Regions from separate parts of the Mus musculus genome. Here region 1 is linked to region 2. The links are chromatin contacts, called in public Hi-C maps. All regions are on one chromosome and are shown on one strand. The core of a region is the stretch at or near the end of the contact, and the rest is flanking DNA. Distances in the headings are between cores, read along the strand shown. Region 1 holds the start of Myef2 (myelin basic protein expression factor 2, repressor). Region 2 has its middle 39 kb from the start of Slc24a5.

What was found. A called contact is a pair of places that touch in the nucleus more often than the background predicts.
Region 1: a contact with region 2 is called in a Hi-C map of uterus, with 2.9 times the contacts expected there. The contact joins the promoter of Myef2 here to the enhancer-like site in region 2. A contact is called at or near these places in 5 of 39 promoter capture datasets (the 3T3-L1 cell line, the HPC-7 cell line, HPC-7-derived erythroid cells and 2 more), 3 of 484 Hi-C or Micro-C datasets (cerebral cortex, muscle stem cells and uterus), 1 of 115 datasets of contacts at active chromatin or transcription factors (embryonic stem cells) and 2 of 9 other capture datasets (adipose tissue and embryonic stem cells).

What each region holds. Positions count from the first base shown.
Region 1 is chr2:125,119,477-125,125,762 of GRCm38.p6, forward strand. It overlaps Myef2 (myelin basic protein expression factor 2, repressor), which reads right to left and starts at 4,184. Exons shown (of 16, transcript NM_010852.2): 1 at 3,909-4,184. The coding sequence starts at 4,042. It overlaps Gm46759 (a long non-coding RNA gene), which reads left to right and starts at 4,168. Exons shown (of 2, transcript XR_001783448.2): 1 at 4,168-4,618; 2 at 5,313-6,286.
Region 2 is chr2:125,025,557-125,031,993 of GRCm38.p6, forward strand. No RefSeq gene overlaps it. Among named protein-coding and RNA genes, the nearest start is that of Slc24a5, 39 kb to the right of the region's middle. Within about 2 kb of position 4,530, at least 6 of the 459 cell types and tissues checked have an H3K27ac peak or open chromatin away from gene starts, as enhancers often do. A contact at or near this core is called in uterus, where this site is marked.

The DNA.
Region 1 (6,286 bases), core at 2,934-5,433, 94 kb after region 2:
AGAGACAAGCAAAAGAGCTCAAGGCCAGTCTGAACTAAAAAGCACCAAGTTAGTCAGGGCTTAGATTAGACCCTATCTCAAAAACAAACAGAATCCACACTGAACAGACGGCGGCACCATCTGTGAGAAATGCTCCTGTAATCTAGAAAGAAACACTAGAACCAAACTTGCTTCACCAGCTATTCAGATTGTGACAGGGACATCTTCTTCTCTATCAACCTTATTCTTTTATAAGAATAAGGCATGATCTGAAAGGAGTCTTCTCAATTGTTCTAGAATGTGCCTCCTTGTGAATAAAGTTGCATTTCTGAGAATAGAAACAAGCAGCCAAAATCTACAAGGCCTCTCTCTCTCCTCTCTGGTTCCTAGCTCCAGCAGACGGAACAGACCTTCCTTTTTCACTCCTAGGAAGAAGCACCTGCATAACAATGTATCTAACAATGCGCTGTCACTGAGTTCACTGAGCGTCTCCAGGGGAAGTCAGGTAAGAAGAGATCCCTCCTGTCTACTCACAGCGGATGAATTCACTGTGAAAACACACAATTCTCAAGCAGTCACTAAGTTCCTCTACTCTTCACCTGGCTGAATGAAGGTTACATGACTGTAATAAACATTTGCTTACAATACTCTTGACAATTCATTACAAAATACATTATTAGGATATTTTCTTTATGTTTACTTAAAGACTGACCAGAGAAAAACTAAAGATTTCTTTTTAAAAAACCAAACTATAAAATAACCTAGCAATTCCATTTTTTTATTTAATAAAAGAAATAAAACCATCTCAATATCTGAACTCATAGTCACTATATTTTTCATAATAACTAAGATAAGGAACTGAACTAAAAGTCTGCTTACAGATCAAAGACTAATTAAAGAAGGGTGGGAATGGGCATATACATATTCCAGATGTATATATATATACACACACACACACACACACAGGCGGACAGACAGAGGCACATAGAGAGAGAGATCCAGCGTTCAGAAGGAAAGCCTGCCAGCTACAGCAACCTGAAGGACAGTGTGCTAAGTGAAGTAAGCCAGACACAGAAAACCAAATACTGCATGACATCAACAAAACGCAAAGCATCAGGGTATAGTGATCATTACCACAAGTCTAATGAGATGTCTGCCTAAGTATACAAACTTCCAGTAACCAAGTTCTGGAGACAATGTGTAGTAAAATATTTGGAACAATTACAAAAGATGTAGCTACATGAGCTCACAGGTATATTAATTAGTTCAATTACAATAATCATTGTATAATAGCAAATCAAAACATCATGGTTTTGACCTTCACTCATGATAAAACCGATGCTTTTAATCACTTCATCCTACCCTAGTGTTGAATATTTTATAAATAGCACAATATAAATACATCTGTAATCATACAAGACTAATGAAGAGTCACAAAATAGTTACTGCTTTCCTTCCAAAACACTTCAGTGTAGACAGAGAAAACAGGATCTTTAATTCCTGTCTAGAGATGAACAAGCCAACTAAATCTTTTCCATGAGTCTCAGGATCTCAAAATGTCTTCCTCTATTTCTTCAATGGATACTCAGTGAACCTTTAACATTTAAGGTGACAGGATGAAAAGGACAGCCCCCTCTGTCTGCTGTGACTGCATTAATACAAGGTGTTCCAGTCCCAATAGCAGCACATGGCTCACTTCGAAGCAGTGGATGTTGTAAAGCAATGTCTGGTTATCAAATTTCTTTTAATGACTTATCATTGAAAGCATGGTAATCAGCCCAAAGTGTCAACCACCCCACAGGTTGTCACACTGTAGACTCACAGAAGATTCAAGTCCCTAAGTATTCACTGTGACTACCTACGCTGGCCCAGCAGAGGTGTAAGAAATTCCTTAGAGTACATTGGTCTCTACTCAACACTGAGAAAATATGGAAAGAATGAATTAGAATAAGGAAACAATCTGTATTTACTGTTAACAATTGCCCTATATTTTCTCTCCTTAAATTAGAAAATGGTTCTTTCTCACCTCTTTTCCCATCCTGCAATGCAACTGTAGACACTGTATTTTTGGGTCTAATAGAAGTTTAGATACCAGCTTCACAAATACCAACATTATAAGATTCAATGATTATTTTCTTCAGGAAAAAAAAAAAAACAAACAGTGGCACCCTCACTACTAGGTACACATTAGTAATACAACCCTGTACCCCTCAGCCCCATTGCACCCCACAGCTAGAGTCCAGATACTCTAGCCCTTTCCCAAAACACAGTGTGTGCATGGGACGTAGCACAATCTCACACACACTTCACTCTCTGCCTTACTTATAATACCTAAAACAACGCGTGTATCATGTATGCTTACTTTCCATATAGATACAATGTGGGTATTTCCAATTCACCATTAACTCCATGAATACAGAATCCAAAGACACAGAGGGTGACTATATTGTTACAGTCACTCCACTTTTTTTTTCTATTTTTAATAGCAAATCTCTGAAAAAGCCCAAGATCTGACAGGCATAAGAGATAGGCTTTCCTTGCTTTCTGATTTCTCGGTGGTTGATGCATGCACACTCTCCATCCATGAGCAAACTGCACTGACTTTCAAGCCCTGCAAATCTGATACCTGCAAAATTCTGTTCTGCTCACACGATGCTTCCTGTTCAAAAGTCACCAGGTGGGTAGGGAGACGAATGTCCATATTTAAGGTATTCCTAGCCAATTCAAAGGTAACACAACAGGCTCTGTCTAATGGAACGCTCTTAAAGTGCCTCTCCACATATATCATATATCATTTCAAAAATGAATATAGGCATCAGGAAAACAGCAAACACTGAACTTCTAAAGCTCAGGATAGGCCCCAGGGAACTGGGGTAATTCCTCTTAAATACGTTGTCAGTGGTTAAGAAAAAATATACAATGATGTCACCCTAAGAGCGAGACTGTCATAGAGAAGCTGAGGAGCACTACCCCATCTAGTTTGCAACCAATTCAATTCAGCCGGTTTCAACAGACTGGTCCAAATCACTGCCTCAAGTATTTCCACACAAAAGCCAGAAAGACATTTTCCCTTTTCTGACTTCATGTCAGAAAGCATGTGTTCACTGCTTTCTACCGTGGCAGGATGGAGAGGTGGAGGGTGTTTTAACAAATTACTGGCATTATTTTCAACTTCAGTTTTTACAGAATAAGCCATAGGAAAATAAATGTTTGCCTTCACATAGCCCCACGTGACAAGGACAGCCGAGCACAATCTGCCCCTATCCTACTGCCTTACAACTTAAGATCTTATGGATTAACGTCGACTAAATTCTCTACAGACACAGATGACAGATCCAACCTTCAGCCCTCGGGTTTTCTTCTACAAAAAAAGCACTGCATTCGGTGGAGGGGGGGTGTCATTTTGTGGCCTAGCGCCTGCCTGGAGACTGCACGAGGCCCTGGGTTGCGTTCCCAGTTTTGCCAAATTCAGATTTATATTTCAGTAATTTAATTATATCGTAAGTGAATTATAGTAAAATGAAGGCCACTACACACTGAGTTTGTGTTTTTAAAAAAATGAATAAATAAACCAGCCTGCACGGCCCACAACCATCACCGGGTGGGTGGAGGAGACCAAGTCCTCCTTTTTCGAAAGCCAATCAAGAGGAACACAATGGGTTCGGTGAGCTCTAACACTTTGGAAGCCACCACCGCACACGCGGCCCTCACCGGGGCTCGGAACCGGGCCGGGAGGGGAAAGGACCGATGATGTCATCCCTGGGTCCTCCCCGAGGATGAGGCTAGCCTCGGGCCTTTTAAAGGGGACCGTTTTTCCGCGCGCCCGAGGCCGGGGCCGCCAGCACCGCACCTGCTCCCGCCCCGGGGCCGCCCGCGCCTCCCGCCCTGCCCGGCCGCCCTCCCGCCCGGCCGCCCGGGGGAGACAATACATTTTAACGCCGTTGGCGCTGCTGCGCGGCGGTTTCTCGGGCTCGCCGGGGTGCGTGTCTCGCCGCGGCTCAGCCGGTTGCTGCTGCGAGCCGTCGTCACCCGCGGCCGCCTCGGACTTGTCGGCATCGGCCATCCCGCCGCGGGCTCCGCCTCGGCCGCGATGAGGGCTCCGAGCGCTACAATGGCGGCGGCCGGAGAAGCGGTAACGGATCGCGATTTGAAAAGGCCCCGAGCGCTCGGCGGCCGGGATCTCGCGAGAGCGGACGAGGCCCCGCGACTTGGGGAGTGAGTGGGGGCGGGGCTCCGGCGCGGCCACCTGCGGAGGGAGCGCGGGCTGCCTGGGGGGGCAGAGATGGGGGTCCTCGGGGACGGGGCCTTTGGATGAGAGGACTATGGCAGCTCCATCTCTGCGGGTGGATGCTCTACGAACCCGCCAGCGAGCACCGGTAGCTGAGGACAAGTTGACCACTTTCTTTGAGGGCTGAAGATTTTTGTAGACCTTAGCAATCAGCTAAGAGGTCGAAGTTTTTACATTCTCGGGGCAGCTATCGATTTGGACAGTCCATCATTTTCTTAAGAAAACCTGTACAAGGGGGCTGGAGGAGTTCAGCAGTTAGGATGACTTGCTGCTCTTGCCAAGGACCTGGGTTCGGTTCCCAGCACCCACATACAGGAGCTCCAACGACCTCTTCTGACTCCATAGGCGCTGGTATGTCTGTGGTGCACAGATATACATGCAGGCAAACCACACGCACACATGGAAAAAACAAATTGTTTTAAAAGAAGTCTTATACAAGACTAGCTACAAATGCATATTTTGGTTTGGATTATAGATTTTACCCCTAAATACTAAAGATTCATAAACCTGAGTGTCATGATTACACTTCACACTAAAATGGCCTTTTTCAGTTGAAAAAAAAAGCTAAGACCTCCTCAAATGTTTCCTTCTTTAAAAAAAAAGTGAACAGCATAAGGCAGACACAGTTTATTAGAGATGAGAGTCATCTACAAAATTCTGAGTTTGGCGTTCTACCCACATAGTGTCCTAAACACAACAGATACTTTTGTGTTTCTGTACTGTCACCCCTGGGGCCTAATGGTTGCAGTTAGCAGACAGGTGCTGGAATCTGGCAGAGAAAATTAGGCTTTCTCCTCGGCTGAGGCATTTCAGTTCTCCACTTCTCTTCAGGTAAAGACAGCAGTTCCTTCCCTGCAAGGTAGAGATTTAAAGAAAACACTTCATCTAGGGCCAAGTGCTACAGTATCGCAGTCTATCTCTTAAGGCTCCCATGGGGTTTCAATCAAGGAGAAACCAGATTAACCCACCCCACCCCACCTCAACCCTAGATTTCAAAGTATTCACTATTCCATGTATTCTTTTGTTACCATTGAATTTCTCCAAGGAACTCCATCTGACAGTCCTGGACTAGTAGATTCCTGCAAAAACCTTTTTCACATTTCAACACTTTTCAAGAGTTCATCGTGACCAAACCATAATAGAAGGTTCGGAAGGGACACTAGAGCTCTGCTGGAGGAGGACTTTGGGAAACAGCACTATTCAAGAGCTGTAATCGAGCTAAAAGCACAATTTAATTAAACACACACATGAGACTTACCCATACTCCAGAGTATGCCAATTTAAATATCCCATTAAAAGAGCTATTCTTAATGACTGAGCTTTGGGGGGCAGTGTCTTGGAATTTCCAACCCCAATAAGCCTATCTTAAAAAAAAAAAAAAAAACCACGTAATCCAGTTATTATAAGTATAAGATATAAGCCTAGATTGGGCAGATCTAACACTATACTAACATTCCCCAGCTATAAGACCCCTTGCTACTTGTGGTTTCTCCTGGCCACGTGGTTCTGCTCCAACATGGCTATTGTCCTCACTGTCTTCCTTCCTCCTCTCGTCCTCCCTCTTCCCTACTTGTGCCCATTCTCAGAGATCTCCCGTTCTTCCTATCCCACCACTGCCCAAAAAACGGGCTCTCGCCTTTATTGACCAGTTAAAATGGGAAGGTTCGCAGGACTTCACCTGCTGCGACTGCTCTAGGGGGCAACCCCTCTGGAGGAAGCAGAATTAACATCAGAATACAAACAGCACCAGGACAACCCACAACCAAGCAGGATTTAAACTGTGAGCCTAAGATAAATGGCTCTCTGCCTACCCTTTAGCCCCAATCTTGTGAATTCATAAAGAGCTAAGGGTTATCATAACTGAGGATCACTGAGGGGCTCCTAGAAGAGATGAACCTTTCCTTCTCCATGCTGTTGACAGCATACTTAAGGGTAGCGAAATCGACAAAGGAGAATTTAATTCCCTCACTGGGAATTTTTTTTTTCCCAGTTTATGTGTGCACATTGAAAAACTCTTAG
Region 2 (6,437 bases), core at 3,280-5,779:
CATCTATGGAGAAATCGTCTGTTAACCTAGGGAAGACCTTGATCTGTATCCATATTAGCTGCAAAGTCAAAGCCATTGAGAGTAGCAGAAGCTGACGCAGGGCCAATTTCACATTGCTGGTTTTATATCCTAAGCAGTATCTCAGTGCTATTTTTTATTGTCCATCTGGTAAAGCTGGGGGTACAGAGGATCGAGAAGTCTGGTTCGAATGTTCTTTGATATAACCTGAAAATAATATGGTTGTAAAAGTAATGCAGGATAACTTACTATAACTTTCAGATGAGGGAAAGGTTTTAAGTATCATACCAAACCAGAAATAATGAAGATAAACACTGTCTTATTTGGCTATGGTACATACACACATACACATACACACACACTGAATTAGACAACATATATCATACACACCGTTGGCTGTCAGTTATCCGTTAGGTATATTAAGTTGGTTTAACTTTGCCTTGATGTTGCACTTGGGTTCTTATTAAGCTCTCTCTATTATCAACATGATAAGAATTTATTTGCATATTTAATCAAATAATAAATAAAACTTGAGACGTTCTCATCAATCAGCGGAGACAGCAAGCACATGATAATGAAAATGAAGCATGCAGACCTGGACTACATGCTGGAAAGAAAGAGAATACACACCTCAGTAAGAAAATGGCCGAAGGGTAAGCAGGTAATTCAGAAGAAATAAGTAAAAATGAAAATAGTCAGTGAAGTACAGAAAAAGTGCTCAACCGCAATCATTACCAAAAGAGGGAATATTACATATAATACTATAAATTATATATATAATATATATTCCATTATGTATACTATATGTCATAGACCTATACACAGACTCTGAGTTGGGAAAAAGCATAAAGAAATATAGTATATATGCTTTTATTAAGAAAAATCACAAGCTTATGTGCTCTCTGTGCTCGTGCCTTGACCACGCCGTCTGTAACTCTGATTAGCTTAAGCTATCTCACTTGCTGCTTGGATTCTGACCAACCTCCTAGCTTATCAGCCTGTCTTCCATCTTGCTTCTGTTACTCAGTTCTCGCTACTCGGCCAGAATTATCCTTTCGAGATATGAAGGTGATCTTCAGATCCTGCTTACACCCCTTCTTCCTGTGAAGAAGAATAGAGTGGGATCCCTGTCATTACCTCTAAGCCGACCTGTGGCTGGGTCTCTGTCCATCCTCCCAACCTTCTCAGCCCCCACCCCCACGCGCATTTCCAAGCGAGCTCTCTTCACTTCCTGTGCAGCTGTGTTTATGTAAGGCCCCGACACAGCGCTTCTCTCTCCCTCATTACTACGGCCTTCCCTTTAATTCCTCTTCCTTTAGAAAGCCATCCGTGAACTTTCAATTGAGTCAACTCCTCTCTACAACTCCTCTCAACAACACTGTGACTCTTTCTTCAGTAGCACACCAGACTCCACAGAGACCCAGCACATACTGGTGTCTCAGTCAATTTCATTGAATAAATTATGAGTCTTTCCAAAGATCATTTTGATAACACATGCCAACTTTTGGCACATGTACATTCTTTGCCTGAGAATTCTACTCAAATAATTTTTTTTCTTTTATCTTTTACATGCATATCACAAACATGTACACATATGTTAGCCAGGTCTGAGGTTTTCCATTTTAAAATATGTGCTTATTTTAAGAACAAAGAAGATACTTTTTTCTGGGGTAGAAAATGTAAGCTAATTTCTGTCTAATGTAGGCTGTATTGTATCAAAGGGAGAGCTTTGAGATTGTCACCATTGTTAAAGAGGTTACCCCAAATTTCTGTGGCAAAAGAATGATGTCAAATGTGAGAGCAGAGGCCAGTGAGATGGATCACCTGATAAAGGCACTGGTCATCAAGTCTGAGGACAATGGATGCACAAGACAGAGGAAGAAAATGGATTCCTGCAAAGAAGTTGTCCTCTGACAAATAAATAAATATAAGGTGAGAGCAGGTTGACTTGCAGCTAGGATGGGCAGCTCAGGAGGACCTAGCAATGCCCTCAAAAGGAGGGTGTGTGGTGGACAGAAGAGGACCCAGCTGATGATAGGCTTTGGGAAGAGGGCTTGTCATCAACAGGGCCAGCACGGAAAGGAACAGCAAGCACAGATGGGAACACACAGGCGAACAACAAACCCAGAGTGTAAGTAGTATAGACGGTGTGGCAGACAGGCTGGCCAGATTACAAACATTTCCATCCTGATCTGAGATGAACCTGCTCGGCACAGGTAAATGTAGCACAATAGGCTCTGTGCTTTCCTTTTTTCTTTTCTTTTTAATGATGAAACATACTGCCATGTTCGGTGCTACAGGGGATGTATTTCTATGCTTCGCCAGGTACAGGTTTCTTTAATTGTGAGAGCCTATGTGACGGTCAGAGACATTCCCTGTATGCAGTAGATATGTAAAGGCTTTCACATGGTCTAGCTTTTGACAGAGACCCAGATGCTGTGTTCTTCAGAGTTCTCCACTTTCTGTCCCAGGGTGTAAGTTCCCACACACTTGTCCAAAAAAACTTGTCAAAAATACAGTTAAAGAAATCTAACACTATTAGGTTAAAAATGCTGTTTTAGTTATGCACAACAATTGTGCAGAACCCCGGGATGCTGGGATGCTTTTCAATACCGAGCTGATCTTTTTTCTATGCATTTCTAGACATTTGTTATATCTTAACAGGTTTAGCCTTTTGTCTGGCTTGGTTGTTACAAATGTTTTCACCTGTACAGGATTTGCCTTTTAACTTTATTTAGTGTTTCTTACATGGTGATTTTTATGGCTAAATGTATTAATCTTTCTTTTTATGGCTCCTGAATTTTATCATGCTTCAAAAGGCCTTCTCAACTCCAAGACCATTAAATAGTTTTTCAATGTTTTTCTAGACCCCTTGACAGTTAAACTTCCATGTTGATGGTCCATCTGGCACTCATTTTGTTAGGAAGAGTTGGGAGAAATACAACTTTATTATTTTCCAGATGGCTACTCGATTGTCCCAGCATTATTTATTAAATTGTAAAACTATTCTGCACTGATGAAGATATTCAACCTTTATTAAGCACTAAATCTCCAGCACCGCCAAGGTCAGACCCAGTTCTGTTCTTCTTATGGTTCTGGGTATTCGCGCACAGATATGAATCTCGAAAGCATTGCTCTGTAATGTGAGCAGCTGATGGGACTGCATCCCCACTTCACACCTCCTTTTCCTATTTTACCTGGATCATTTCGTTAGTTTGTTTCTCCACTAAAATCCTCATGCCAGTGTGTCTAGTTTCAGGAAAATATTTAATGGTCCTTGGTATTTTTCCTCAAACTCTATTGGGTGTATAGTTAATTCACAGAGAATTGGCAGCTTTACAGTAACCTGTATGCTTGGCTTTCATCTATGAAGTTTCATTTTTCAAAACCCTTGATCTCACAGGTACCCTGATATTTGGGGGGGAAAGAAGCAAGACTAGGGGTGGAGGGGCCATGATAGCCCATGAAGACTGAGGCAGAAGAATTACAAGTTCCAAAGGCCTGCCTGGAATACATAATGAGTTCCAAACTTGATTGGGCAACTTAGGAAGACTTTGTCCCACTTCTTTTTTCTTTTTTAACTAAGAGGGGGAAACAATTGGAGATAGATGTCAGTGATGATGCACTGGGTTGCATCCTCCAGCACTGGAAGAAGAGAGGGAGGGAGGGAGGGAGGGAGGGAGGGAGGGAGGGAGGGAGGGAGAGAGGGAAGAAGGGAGAGAGGGAGAGAGGGAGGGAGAGGGGAAGGGGGAAGGAAGGGGGGAATAGCACATGGAAGATCTTTTTGCTTTTTTTTTTTTTTTTTTTTTTTTTTTTTTTGCCTGCTTGCCCTTCATTCTTGCTTCCAAGTTCATCTACTCTGTTGCTGCTGCTTCTGATACATTCACTGATATTAGAACCAGCTTTTTCAAGCTTCCAATATGAACTGAAGAATCTGCTGGTTTCTTCAGAGTAGATGTCAGTGAGGAGAATACTTCCCAGGCAAGATATGCCTTGGGTTTCAACAAGATGAAATGTTCAGCAGACAGGTGTAAATGAACTTCTAAATAAATAGGCATAGGCTTGGAAGGTAAGCACTCCAGGTGAGTCAAAACTCTTCTAAGAAGATGGGAGATAGGTACTAGAGAGATAGGGATAAAGATGGGACCTTGGATGCACACCCTTGTTTGCGAAGATCCAGTAAAGATGTGTACACATGAGCATGGAGAGTGTAGTAGAAACAAGCCAATGCAGAGCTGACGAGGACTGACAGAAAGGCGGGGGAATGCAGCTGTGCGACTCACACATAGAACACCATGATCAACTCACACTGGAGCTAAGCCATGTGGGGTTCAAATCTTGAGACAACAACCCTGACTCATATAAACCAAGACAGGGTCCATTCTTTGGGCCTCTACAGCCTCAGATGGAGAATGGAGATGATTGTAGTGCCTCTCCCAACGACTGTAGAGCCTCTTCCATGCAGCCACGGGAATATTCATGCAAAGCAAACAGGCAGCCAGAGAGCTCAGCTCCACCCCAGCACACTGAGTCACTGAGCAGCAGAATTTTGGACTGGACTTGCCTCACACTGAAGGAGCATGTGGTCAACGGTGGACAGAGAAACCAAGAAAGCTGGAGGCGTTTAGACTATCCAGAGGTGACCCAGGAGAGAGATATTGCTTCAAAACAGTGGGTACACAGAGCAGAGTCAAAGATATTAAGAAACCACTGGCGTGTTGTCTCCCCTACACCCCATCCATTCTTATCTTCTCGCCCTATTCTCTATATATCCTTCCAAAGCATCTTTTTCCGAGAATAAACAAATGTCGCCTGGACACGTGCACTCTGTTCTGTGTCTGACTTTCACAGGCATGTGCCATGGAGCTCCGTCCTCTGGATATGGAGGCCATCCTTGTTCTACACAGCTGCACAGCACTCTATGGCAGCGCAATAACTTTGCTCTCCATTGCTGAGCTCTTGGGTGGGTTCCAGTCTCCCGCCTATGTAGAAGATGCTGTACTGGGTAGTCGTGCACACCTGTCTGTTTGCACAGCAGTTCCATCCACCCTGTAAAAATCCCCAAAGTAAAGTTGCTTCGGGACAAAACTGTTGATCAGACCTAAAAGGATAGTTAAGTCCTGCAAAGACATAAACTAAAACTACAATTTTCTGTGCGGTATCCAGGAACAGATAACTGAAGAGCCTCCCACGGGAAAGGCGTTCCTGTTTCCTCTTTTCATAATAACAGAAAACAAAGGCAAGCTTCCATGATGAATGTGGATTTTATTCTCTCTTTAATGCGCCTTACTCCGGATGTTACAAACACTGTTGTGTTTGATGTGCTCTGCTGCCCTTTCATTCACATGCTGCTCTCAGACTTTTGAAAAATAATGGGAAAGGGCTGAGTTAGGTGGGAATTCGTGTGCTGAAACTTAGGTGGCATTTGGTTAAGATATCAACTATAGAATCATTTGGGGGTCAGACAATGATAGCAATGATACATTGAATTGTTGAGCTGGTGATTGGCGGGCCTGTGAGCTTAAAGGCCCCCTCTCCTTTCCGGCTGTTGCCAACACCAAACTCAGAAACAAAAGCATAGTGCACCAGGGGAGGTCCTTCTCCTGGGAGCCCACAAGCACAAAGTCAGGCAGGCTGCCCATGGCAGCCGAGGTTGGAAACTTGGCACTTTCATGCATGGGTCAGAAGCGCCAAAAAGAATAAAGAGCCAGAAGGTGGATCAGTCTCTTTATCCTGGACATCCATCATTTCTTCCTAGATGATTCCGACAGTAAGAGTGGCACTTGTCCAGGGGAGTTCCCTCTCGGGTCATATCCTCATAAGTCATGATGTGCTTCCCTCCCACAAGTCCACACCAAGGACGAGCACTTCAGGTTGAACAGGGAGCCACTGTAGGCACCTAAGAGGGATGGCAGAGCCTGGCACTGACGGAGACGTCTGAGGAGACAAAAGACACTGTCCAACAGGCTGAAGTTCAGAAACGTTGATGCCTCATTCCTTATAACATTTCCTATCGACTTGGAAAAAAATCATTGTAATAAGAAGTCTGACACTGCAGTCTTCACAGAAGAAACAGAAGAGAAACGGACCAAGCTGGAGGTGGCTCACACAGAGGGCTGTGGAGATGAAGCCACCTGGGGGTGATTCAGGAAGATGGTACAAGGTTAAAGGAAAGCATCCAGGAACTCTGGCAGGCTAAGGGAGCCTGGAGGAGCAGCCTTGAGAATCAAAGCATGGCTGCTCTTTTTTCCCCCCCTGCCTAAATCATTATATATTAGCTACAAATTTAGTTTGTTGGCCAACACTCAAAAGTGACATATGGCCAATAAAAGGTTCGGAGTTTTCCATCTGCTGCTCAACTTTATCGTGGCTTCCACACACACAGCACCATGTCAGGGCGAGCACGCGTCAGAATCCTT